Regions from separate parts of the Sus scrofa genome. Here region 2 is linked to region 1. The links are chromatin contacts, called in public Hi-C maps. All regions are on one chromosome and are shown on one strand. The core of a region is the stretch at or near the end of the contact, and the rest is flanking DNA. Distances in the headings are between cores, read along the strand shown. Region 1 holds the start of DNAJC9 (dnaJ homolog subfamily C member 9). Region 2 holds the start of SEC24C (protein transport protein Sec24C).

Region 1 (5,995 bases), core at 1,373-3,872:
GGCATAGATGTCTGCCACCTTGAATGCACTCCCTCCCTGAACCCCAGATATCCTTAAACTCCTTTTCCCTACCATCATCCTTATCCTCACCATCTCGAGAGATTAATATGGGTATAAAGGACACATGAGTCACAACCCTTGATACTCCATAAAAGTGTATCCCAAGTTGTATTTAGAAAAACCTTCATAAAAAATAAACTAAATCATTTGTTTAAGAAAATGTACATTCTGGGGAATTCCCGTTGTGGTGCAGCAGAAATGAATCCATGAGGATGCAGGTTCAATCCCTGGCCTCACTCAGTGGGTTGGGAATCCAGCAGTGCTGTGAGCTGTGGTATAGGTCGCAGACACAGCTTGGATCTGGTGTTGCTGTGGCTGTGGTGTAGGCCAGTGGCTACAGCTCCAATTCGACCCCTAGCCTGGGAACTTTCATATGCCGAGGGTGCGGCCCTAAAATGCAAAAAAAAAAGAAGGTATTTTCTGGGTCCAATTCAAGGATCAATCTGGGCAAGACCAAAGGAATCTGAATTAAAAAGACACAGTCTGAAAAACAGACACAGTCTCTGTCACCCTCTCCCCACCCTTTAACCAAGTAAGAACCACAATCTAGCTTAGGTATCTGGGCTCCCTTACTTCATCTCCCAGGAATGCCCCAGCAAGGCTACAAGAACTGGCCCATATGAAGAATATTTCAGTGCTACTTTAAAATATTGATTATCTAAATAATCCATGCCATAAAATCCTCCTGAGCACAACATAGTAGGTTAAAAAAAAGGTTCCCTTAATGAGCTGATATGCTCATTTTATTAGATGAAAACTAGTATAAAGTTAACCCTTATCCTTTTTTCAGTGTTTTCTGTTTTTGTTTTGTTTTTTTTTTTTTTTGCCACACCCATAGCATGGGGAAGTTCCTGGGCCAGAGACTGAACCCAAGCCACAGCAGTGACCTGAGTCACAGCAGTGACAACACAGAGTCCTTAACTGCTAGGCCACCACCAGAGAAGTCCTCAGTGGTCTTAGATATATTTTCTTTTTCTTTTATGTATTTTTATTACTGTAAATATCCTCAAATTCTTTTCGGAAGCAGTCAAGATATAAATAACAAAGAGCATTCAAAATCTTACCCTTCTTTTCCTTGCATTCATTTTTTGCTTCGATTCTTTGACAAAGGCATTATAGGATGGGACCTCTCCAGCATCAATAGCTTGTTGTATAATATTCCTTATTCTGGGTTCTTCTGTGTATTGCACACACAGCACAGACTCCATAATCTGATCCATGTCACCCTTGAAGTCTAGATAGGCCTGTTTAACGTCAGCCAGCTCTTCTTCAGAACCTTTGTATGTCTTTTCAAAAGCTTGAATGTCCTCTAGAGATATCTGAACAAATGAGAGATATATGCTTTAACTTTGAGAATTTTATTTTAAATAAAAGGAACTCTAGTAAAAACTAAATTTAGGTCTTGAAATGCTTCTCCCCAATACACGTTACTTGAGCTGAAACTGTTTTAAGGAACCAAATTTTCTACGCCAAAGATTTTCCAGAGTTCTCTCAGCCCGACCTTTACAACTGCTAAGCTACAGATCAGAAAAATTTAAGTGAAGTTTTCAAAGTTGGGAAGAGACCCAGGAAAATACTCAAAACTTGCATCTAGATATGTAAAATAAAGCACATCTTGTAAAAAAAATTAAATGCCCCCCTTTTACTATAATCATTCTACATCAACAGATGATTAAAGATCCATTTCAGTTAAGTGTGTGTATGTGTATGGTTTCACACATACACATGGTTCAACCTAATAGTTAAATTTGTCTTTCCTCAAGATCAATAGGTTAGATAGGTATCTCCTGAGGAATGCCTGTGGGTATTTATTAATATATCGAAGCCAAATAAAAATTTCCTCATTTTTACACAATACAAAGTGCAAGACCTTAGAGGCATCCAATAAATCTTCGTTGAATGAATGATGGTAACAGTCACAAGGAAATCTCCAGAGTTCTTTACCTTTTTAAAGAGTAATCTCCAATAGGTCTCCCAGTCCCGATCTTGGCTGAGCACATCAGAATCCTCGTCCACAGTTCCCTGCTCATCGTACACTGCCCTCTGATCTTTGTCACTCAGAACGGAATAGACCTTCCCGAGGATCTGCGGGAAAGAGCATCCAGAAGTCACCCCTGCCCCCTCACTGGAACAACACCGCGGAAAAAAAAAAGATTAGAAAACGCCAGGCCGGGTTCCGCTTACTTCACCCGGGCGGCGCTAAGCGGCCAGGAGACGGAAAGAAGCCCGGGCGGCGGGTGGAGCGGGGTCTAGCGTACCTGGAAGCGGCGAGTGGCGTCCTGCTTGTCGCCCTCGCCCACCCGGTCCGGGTGCACCTGCAGGGACACTTTGTGGTAACCACGTCGGACCTCGCCGTCTGAGGCCTCGCGTCGCACGCCCAACACTCGGTATAGGTCGGTGGTTCCGAATACTTCCTCGCACAGCTCCAGAAGTCCCATGGCTGGTAGTGGTGCAGAGCGGGCGGCAGCCTCACTGAAAACAGCAGGTCCCTACAACAGAGCAGAACACTACACCGCTTCCTTTTCCCGCGCAAAACGCCCAGGGCGCCTGCGTCATAAGAGGCGCAGGAAGGGGCGGGGTCTCGACGCCACACTTTACGACGGCTGCAAAATGGGGCGTGGTTAAAGCTGGCGTCAGCCGAGGTAGAGACAGGGTGTGGCTACGGCGTCCCAGATCTCTCTGACCTAGGGGATCTCCTTCTACCCCGCCCTCTCCTCCGCGGCCCGACTCCCCTTATTTTCGAAACTTGGCAGCTATATTCTCAAAATCCCCGCTCAGTTTATGCAGTATAAGGAACGTTCATCATATTAAGCTGAATCTATGCATTGTTGTTTTGGTGGGGTTTTTTCGACCGCCCCGCGGCAAATGGAGTTTCCGAGCCAGGGATCAGATCCCAGCCCCAGTTGTGACCACCTCCACAGCTGCGGCAACATGTGCAACACGTGCAGGGGACAGGTATTGAACCTGCGTCCCAGAACTCCAGAGATGCTGCTGATCCCGTTGCGCCACAGCGGGCAACTCCTGCAATGCTGTTTTTTTGCTTTTTTTCAGTTTAAAAAAAAAAAAAAAGCCTAACATTGGCGTTTGGCAATTTCACATGGTTTAACCTAAAGATTAAATAGATTTGCTCTTTTCCAATGATGATTTGACAAGAGTATATAGAGCTCTAAGGCCCAAATAATTTTGCATCCTACAGGTGGCGGAACTGCTGGGAAGGGACTTTCCCTTGAGTCCTGCAATAAATAAGCCTACATTAAACAAAAAACACAAAATACCAATCTTTTAAAAACTTTTTTAATCTGAGAGTCTAGATTTGACATTTATTACAGAATCATTCCTATTCACCTTAACAGCTCCTCCACTTTGGTGGAGATAATATAATCCAACAATCATCTTAATAAAAACACAAGCTTTGGGGGAGTTCTCTTGTGGTGCAGCAGGTTAAGGATCCAGCCTTGTCACTGCAGCAGCTCATGTCACTGCTCTGGTCCGGGTTCTTTCTCTGGCTTGGTAATTCCATATGCTGCAGGCACGTCCCCCTCCCATCCCCGCAAAAAAAAAAAAAAAGAAAAAAAAAAAAAAGGTCAACTTCAGAAGCAAAGGTTTTCTAAAGCATGTTGGATTTGAGGTAGTAGCAAGATAGGCTGATGCAATCATTTAAAACATGGTGAAAAATCTGGGCCTGGAAATCCAAAGCAAGGCCAGGGTTAGAGAAAACTTTGGAAATCAGGGAGAGGATGAGCCCACACAGGAAGTTGTATATATACGAATCTTTTAAAAAAGACAGACAACAGTAGTCGAGTTGGCAGAAACTCAGTAGCTCAAAGTAATACCCATTTCACATCAGTTCCCCTAACTGATCAATACTTTCCAGAATCACATTTGCCTCTGCTCTACCAATTGAAGTTTCTCTGAAGACCTCAAACCAGGGTAGATTATTATCTAACTTCCAGACTTCTGTGGTTTCCAAAACATTTCTCTTTCCTAGATCCAAGATACAACCCAACTAAAGTCAGTTCCTCTCTGCCTGTCCTGCCTTCAAAGTCTCCTCAAAGCAAGTGGAGGCCAAACAGTGACAACCCTGGCAGAATTTGTGACCCCCAGATTTTGAGGTGGCTGATAACTATTCACAGAATATAAAGCCCAGAGAATAAAATAAGTCGGTACACTGATAGAGCTTGAGAATCTCCTCTATAAATCTTCTATATTTTAATCTTACACAGAATATAATCCTTGCTACAGTTCTGGTGGAACAGATAATGTATTTGGGGTTTGTTTTCTTTTTTTTTTGTTTTTGGCACAACTAGTCATTTACATTACCAAATCATGATACCTAAACCTGATTCTATCACTGACTTTTTAAGTGGACTTTTGTAAAGCCCCTCATTTTTGCTCAATTCCTCCACCACTGACAATATAACATGTTGGAAAAGGACTCCAGGTAGGCACACTGAGGGTTGACTCTTAGCTCTGCCCATTATTAAAACTATGTGGCCTTCTTCCAAACCTCAGCTTCCCCACCTATAAATTGGAGATAACCCTACCTAACTTCATGATACCTTGTAATTCTCAAAAATAATCTTGCATGGAAAAGGCCTAGAATGTATGTAGGTACTTTACAACATTATCTTTCTTTCAGCTATTCATTCTTAAAAAGTAGCCTAAAAGCTCATAACAAACCTACCTTGGAAGTAACTGTGTTCTTGAGTTGGTGGGATGATCGCAAATGATTACAGGAAGAATTACTTGGATAGGCCATGAACATTCTGGTTGGCAGCTTTGAAACAGGGAAGTCTTGGAAGGCAGCAGGCTAAAAAGTTGTCCAATAGAGGCAGAATCCAACCCACCCCACAACCACTATTTTCCCCAGATGAAGGCTGAAAAAGCTAATTAGTACCTATACCAGCTTTACGTCAATCAAGAACAAACCTTCCCTGAGCCCTGTTCAGGCCAGAAAAGCATGGGTGACTTTAAAAACTACATTTATTAACCTCTAAGTCTAATAAAACTAAGAGTTCTGCACAAATGTTTTAATTGGACTTAAACTTATTTCCACTGCTACACTCATTTAAGTCAGCTCGCTTTTGTTTCTGTAGCCTCTGTATCTGTTTTCTGAGACGCTAAGAGGACTTCTCGTGCCCGTTTCCGTCGCAGTCTCTCAGCATTTGTGATCATCATGGGATGCAGAGGGTAAAAGCCAGAAAGACCTAAAAGTAACAGGATTTTCATTCATTATAACAATACAAGTTAATGTTTCCCTGGAAACTCAGCCTCACTGAACTGAAGCCTAACAAACTGAAGAGCATAGATTCAAAACAAGCTCTTCACTTGCCAAAATGTTTTACCTCTTCCCCCCAACTCCCTTCTTCCCATTTACTGCAAGAAGACAATGGATAGGAGTTCTCGTCGCGGCGCAGTGGTTAACGAATCCGACTAGGAACCATGAGGTTGCAGGTTCAATCCCTGGCCTTGCTCAGTCGGTTAAGAATCCGGCATTGCCATGAGCTGTGGTGTAGATCACAGACACCGCTTGGATCCCAAGTTGCTGTGGCTCTGGCGTAGGCCGGCGCTACAGCTCCGATTAGACCCCTAGCCTGGGAACCTCCATATGCCACGAGAGCAGCCCTCAAAAAAGCAAAAAGACAAAAAAAAAAAAAAAAAAAAAAAAAGACAATGGATACTGTCTACTTCCTAACACTATTCTCCTTACTTGATAAAAAAATCAACTGACAGAGATCCATTCAAGATACACCATTCCCAATTTTTAGCATAAAAATCTCAGTCACCCATAAAGTTTCACAAAAGGAGTCCACAAAAGGGGTCTCCAGGTTCTAAACGGCAATTAATCAATTTCAGTTCTCACGCCAATCCTCATTAGCCTGGAGATAATGAAAATCGTTCTGAGTTCCCATGATTTTGGAATTGACTTCATTTT
Region 2 (5,995 bases), core at 2,219-4,718, 400 kb after region 1:
CTATGGCATATGGAAGTTCCTGGGCTCAGGATCAAATCAGAGCTGCAGCTGAGGCCTATACCACAGCCATGGCAACATGGATCCAAGGTGCATCTTCAACTTGCACTATAACGTTCAGCAAGGCCAGATCTTTAATCCACTGAGGGAGACCAGGGATCAAACATGCATCCTCATGGATACTAGTCAGGTCCTTAACCTGCTGAGTCACAATGGGAACTCTCTCAAAATTATTAATATACAAACAGCTCAAACAACTTAATATCAAAAAAACAATCCAATAAAAAAATGAGAAGACCTAAATAGACATTTCTCCAAAGAAGCCATACAGATAGACAACAGGTACATGAAAAGATGCTCAATATCACTAGAGAAATGGAATCGAAACTACAATGAGGTATCACCTCACACCAGTCAGAATGGCCAAGATTAAAAAAGTCTACAAATAGGAGTTCTCTCTGTGATAGAATGGGATTGGTGGCATCCCTGCAGTGCCAGGTTGCAGGTTTGATCCCTGGCCTGGCACAGTCGGTTAAAAAATCCAGTGTTGCCGTACCTGCAGTGCAGGTCACAACTGCGGCTTGGTTCTAATCTCAGATCTGGATCTGATTCCTGACCCAGGAACTCCATATCTAAAAGAAAAAAAAAGTCTACAAATAACAATGCTATAGAGGATGTGGAAAGAAAGGAATCCTCTTACACTGTTGGTGGGAATGTAAATTGGCGCAGCCACTACAGAGAACAGTATGGAGGTTCCATAAAAAACTAAAAATAGAGTTACCATATGATACTGCAATCTCACTCCTGGGCATATATCCAGAGAAAACTCTAACTCAAAACAATACATGCAGAGGTCTCATTGTGGCTCATCAGGAATGAATCCCCTGACTAGCATCTGTGAGGATGCAGGTTCAATCCCTGGCTTCAATCACTGGGTTAAGGATCCAGCATTGCGTTGTAGGCCACAGACACGGCTTGGATCTGGTGTTGCTGTGGCTGGGGTGTAGGCCAGCAACTACAGCTCCAATTCAACCCCTGGACTGGGAACATCCCTATGTCACAGTGTGGCCCTAAAAAGACCAAAAAGGAGTTCCCATCGTGGCTCAGTGGCTAGTGAATCTGTCTAGGAACCATGAGGTTGCGGGTTTGATCCCTGGCCTTGCTCAGTGGGTTAAGGATCTGGCGTTGCCGTGAGCTGTGGTGTAGGTTGCAGATGTGGCTCAGAACCCGTGTTGCTGTGGCTCTGGCGTAGGCCGGTGGCTACAGCTCCGATTGGACCCCTAGCCTGGGAAACCTCCATATGCCACGGGATAGGCCCTAGAAAAGACAAAAAAAAAAAAAAAAAAGATACATTCACCCAAAGCAGCACTATTTACAATAGCCAAGACATGGAAGCAACCTAAAAGTCTATCAACAGATGAATGGATGAAGATGGATGTATCTATAGCTATATAGATAGATATCACTTGACCATAAAAAAGAATGAATAATGCATTTGCAGTAGCATGGATGGACCTAGAGATTGTCATATTAATTGAAGTCAGATAAAGAAAGACAAATATGGAGTTCCTGTCGGGGCACAGCAGAAACGAATCTGACTAGGAACCCCGAGGTTTCAGGTTTGATCCCTGGCCTCGCTCAGTGGGTTAAGGATCTGGTGTTGCCGTGAGCTGTGGTGTAGGTCACAGAGGCAGCTCAGATCTGATGTTGCTGTGCTGTGGTGTAGGCCAGCAGCTACAGCTCCCATTAGACCCCTAGCCTAGGAACCTCCAAATGCTGTGGGGGCAGCCCTAAAAAGACAAAAAAGAAAAAAAAAAAGACAAATATATGATGTCACTTATATATGGAATCTTAAAAAAAATGATACAAATGATACAAAACAGACATAGACTCATGGATATAGAAAACAAACTTAGGGTTACCAAAGGATAGAGCAGGAGGGTCCCAGAAGAGATAAACTAGGAATTTGGGATTAGGATATACACACCATCATGTATAAGATAGGTAAACAAGGACCTACTGTATAGCACTGGGAACCATACTCAATATCCTGTAATAATCCATAATGAAAAATAATCTGAAAAAGAATATATATGTGTGCGTGTGTGTGTGTGTGTAACTGAATCACTTTGCTATACACCTGAAACTCACAGTAAATTAAATACTGTTAAAAAAAGAAATACAGTGAGTTCCTGTTGTGGTGCAGCGGAAACAAATCCGACTAGGAACCATGAGGTTGCAGGTTCAATCCCTGGCCTCGCTCAGTGGGTTAAGGATCTGGTGTTGCTGTGAACTCTGATGTAGGTCACAGACGTGGCTCAGATGTGGTGTTGCTATGGCTCTGGCATAGGCTGGCAGCTGCAGCTCCGATTGGACCCCTAGCCTGGGAACCTCCATATGACAAGGGTGAGGCCCTAAAAAGACAAAAGAGAAAAAATAAAAAAATACAAAAAATGATAAATGAATATATTATAATGCAAAAAGTCATAAAATTGATTTAATGGATGCTATGAAGTAGAAAAATGCTCCTGAATTTTTATTATCTAAAAATAAACATCAATATTTGTACTAAAATAATTACTATTATTAAAAATGAAAAAAATTATTGAAAGGATTAAATGAGGTTATGTATATTTTTTAAATTACCACAAATACCAGCTACAATTATTGTTACTCACTAAATGGGTAATAATAATTACCCAATAGGCTGGGGGTGTTCTGAGAGTAGAGATCATCAGGCTTTAGCAGAGCTCTGCATCTAAACCAAGGCACTAAATAAAAATGGTTAACTAGGAGTTCCCTGGTGGCTCAGCAGGTTAAGGATCCAGCCTTTTCACTGCTGTGGTAAGAGGTTCAAACCCTGTTCTGCCAACTTCCACATGCCACTGGCCCGACCAAAAAAAAGAAAAAAAAAAAAAGTAAGAAGCACTTACTATGTTGTCAGGCACTCTATGTGACCTAATTCCGTCCTCTCCACAAGCTATTAGAAGGGCATTCATATTTTCTCCATTTTACAGATTAAAGAAACCGAGGCTGAGATTAAGTCACCCAAGTTAGAGAACTGAAGAGCCACAACTTCAACACATGAAGCCCAAAAGAAGAATTAGTGTCCTTTTATATTATACATTCCGTTCCGCAAAACTCAGGACCAGCAAAGGTCATGGGTGAGAACATCGAAGACGGAAATCAATGGGGCCAGGGGTCAGCAGGAAGTCGCTACAGGACTCTAAATCTAGCGGTCTCTGTCATAGCGGAACTGGAGGAGCGTTACTAAAGATAGTTGACCTAGCTTTCTCAATCGCATCTCAGCTGATGGGACCTTAAGTTACCAGGACTCTGGGGTGGGTGGCGGTGGGGGTTGGGGTGGAGCGAAAATGCATAGGAACCAGCGAAGCGTCCCAGGTGACGGCCATAATGGGAGGGGAAAATGGCGCGTGCGCGGCATCCGGGTTCCTCAGCGCGCTCCTACCGCAGACGTGGCAGAAGGAGTGGCCCTGGAACGTGGGGGTGGAACTTCCGGGGGCGAAGGGCCGGCTTCCTCGGAACCGGAAGTGGAGCCTGGGAGCCTTGACGTTAGGAACGAAGTCGAACCTGGATCTGGAGCCGGGTGAGGAGTGGCTTCGGGAGGTTGGTGGGTAGAAAGCAGAAGAGAGGCCGGGGTATCACTGGCCAGATTGGGGTCCGGTCTCAGAAGAATGGGAGGAGCCCGGGGCGGGGCCCAGGGAGAGACCCTCACCTCAGGCATCCACAGTCCAGGATCAGTCCTAGACCCTCCCTTCTCCCCTCTTGGCCCAGATTCCGGCTCCCGCTTCCTGCCCTGAGCCTGCTGAAGGGCGAGAGACCCTTGATCTACTGCTTAGTGGACCAGCCCTCTCTCTCATCGTGGCCTGAGAAGCTGGCTTGGCTTCTCGGGTTTGAGCCCCGACGCTCCCAGCCTCCACAGTTCGACTACTTTAAGAGTTCTAGGAAGCTTGCCCCGCCCCCTGGGTTGTCACCCTTGACTGTCCACTCAGAGACTTGAGCCTTACTTCAAACTCTTGGGTGTATTTGAAAGGGTTATTTCCTCGAAAAGAAGCTCCTTTTCTGCCATCCCCACTCCCACACTGACTTTAGGAGGATAAAGGTGAAGAGGACGTCTGTCAAGCTTCATGTGGTGCTCTGTGCTAGGTTTAGTATTTGGAAGAACAGCTCCCGAGATGGCGTTGAATTTAAAGAGTTCTAGTCCAGAAGCAGCTCAGTTTTTCTGTGGTCAAAATGGCCCTTCCTAGCAAAGGGGAGAGGCCCATTGTTCCATTGCAGAAACTGAACTTTTTTGCTTCCTGGGCCCCTTCTGTCTATAGGATATTTGGAATGATCAGGCTATGTAGAGTAGTAGATATGATCAGAGAGTCTTCTTCTTGAAAGGACCCTGGAAAGGCTCTCCAGTTCATTCCTCTTTTGCTGGAAAAGATTGTGATAATTTCGGTGGTGGCCTAGATTCATGACATATAAGGAGAGCACAAACTGGAGAGTTGGAGAAGTGCATTGAGATTTGAAATACTCATAGTCCCTCTGCTAGAAGGATAAGGTGAATGATCTTTTTCCGTGAAATGTAACTTTGCCACTGATCTTTGAACTGTTTCCCTGGGTTGTTGTGAGATGTTTTGTGCCAGGCCTGCACTTAATTCTAATCTGGTAACTTGCTAGAGTTTTCAACTGTTCTTTACATTTATTGATTTTTAATGCTTCAGTTCTAAGGTCCATACACTCTTGGTGGGAATACTGGGGATGGAGAAGCACTTGATTTACTGCAGTTTAACCAAAAAATGTCTTTTCTCTAGCCGGTTACTCTAAAATTTGCCTTCTGAGGGGGAGGGAATTTTGCCGATCTGTTTTAGCTATGAAGTCTGAGTGATTAAAAATGACTAGCACACTAGAAGGTATTCATTTTTGTGGAATGAATGGATGCTAGAGTTAATGAATGGAAAGTGGGAACATTGTTTCAGTTACCTGTAATATCACAGCAGTTCATCAGTGGTATGACTAGACACTAGAAATCGTACCACGAGGAATGGAGGCTGCTGCTCCATTCTAGTGGGCCTATCTGAAGTTGAAATTTATACCCTCTTGGCAATGACAAAGCATGGGGTTGAGAGTAACAAAATCCTTACTTTGAGGAGGCAATCTTACCTACTGTCTGAGGCAGAAAATTACAAAGATCCTTTGGTAGTGTGGAAATGATTAGGCCGATCACTGCTTGATAAGCTCCATCCTTTTCTGTCTCTGATTCCTACTGTGAATAGTGCTCTCTCTTTAGAAAGTTGATTCTGGGGAGTTCCCATTGTGGTGCAGCAGAAATGAATTCAACTATATCCACGAGGACGTGGGCTCAATCCCTGGTCTTGCTCAGTGGGTTAGAGATCCGGCATTGCTGTAAGCTGTGGTGTAGGTTGCAGACACAGCTCAGATCCTGTGTTGCTGTGGCTGTGCAGCTGCAGCTCTGATTTGACCCCTAGCCTGGGAACTTCCATATGCCATGGGTGCAGCCTTAAAAAAAAAGCAAGAAAGTTGATTTTGACTAATTTCTCTCTTCTCTTTCATCTAATAGGTGAGACCAAGTTGGGGATGCTCTCATAATGAACGTTAACCAGTCAGCTCCACCTGTGCCGCCATTCGGGCAGCCCCAGCCTGTCTACCCAGGGTATCATCAATCCAGCTATGGTGGACAACAAGGATCCCCAGCTGCCCCCACTCCCTATGGAGCCTACAATGGTCCAGTACCAGGCTATCAGCAAGCCCCTCCCCCAGGTATTTTTCCAAGCTTCCCTTGAGCTAAGGAGCGGAATTAGTGGTCTTCAGGTTGGGTTGTATTATCCTACCTAAGCTGCCTAGAGGGTTGTGGTGATTGGGCATTGAGGAACATGAATCTGGTTCTTGGACACTGAGAGCCCTGTGGACAGTCTTCCTTTCTTTGTTTTTTTTTTTTTTTTTTTTTTTTTTTTTTTGTTTTTTGGTCTTT

The links. Hi-C and Micro-C count contacts between places; a contact is called where the count stands out from the background.
Region 2: a contact with region 1 is called in a Hi-C map of liver, with 7 times the contacts expected there. The contact joins the promoter of SEC24C here to the promoter of DNAJC9 in region 1. A contact is called at or near these places in 1 of 5 promoter capture datasets (liver), 4 of 47 Hi-C or Micro-C datasets (liver and retroperitoneal adipose tissue) and 1 of 2 datasets of contacts at active chromatin or transcription factors (alveolar macrophages).

What each region holds. Positions count from the first base shown.
Region 1 is chr14:76,067,679-76,073,673 of Sscrofa11.1, forward strand. DNAJC9 (dnaJ homolog subfamily C member 9) reads right to left here and starts at 2,623. Exons shown (of 5, transcript XM_003483498.4): 1 at 2,319-2,623; 2 at 2,005-2,145; 3 at 1,125-1,379. The coding sequence starts at 2,498. It overlaps MRPS16 (28S ribosomal protein S16, mitochondrial), which reads right to left. Exons shown (of 4, transcript XR_001301010.1): 3 at 4,745-5,267; 4 at 3,339-3,599.
Region 2 is chr14:76,470,238-76,476,232 of Sscrofa11.1, forward strand. SEC24C (protein transport protein Sec24C) reads left to right here and starts at 3,469. Exons shown (of 24, transcript XM_013983347.2): 1 at 3,469-3,604; 2 at 5,585-5,784. The coding sequence starts at 5,613.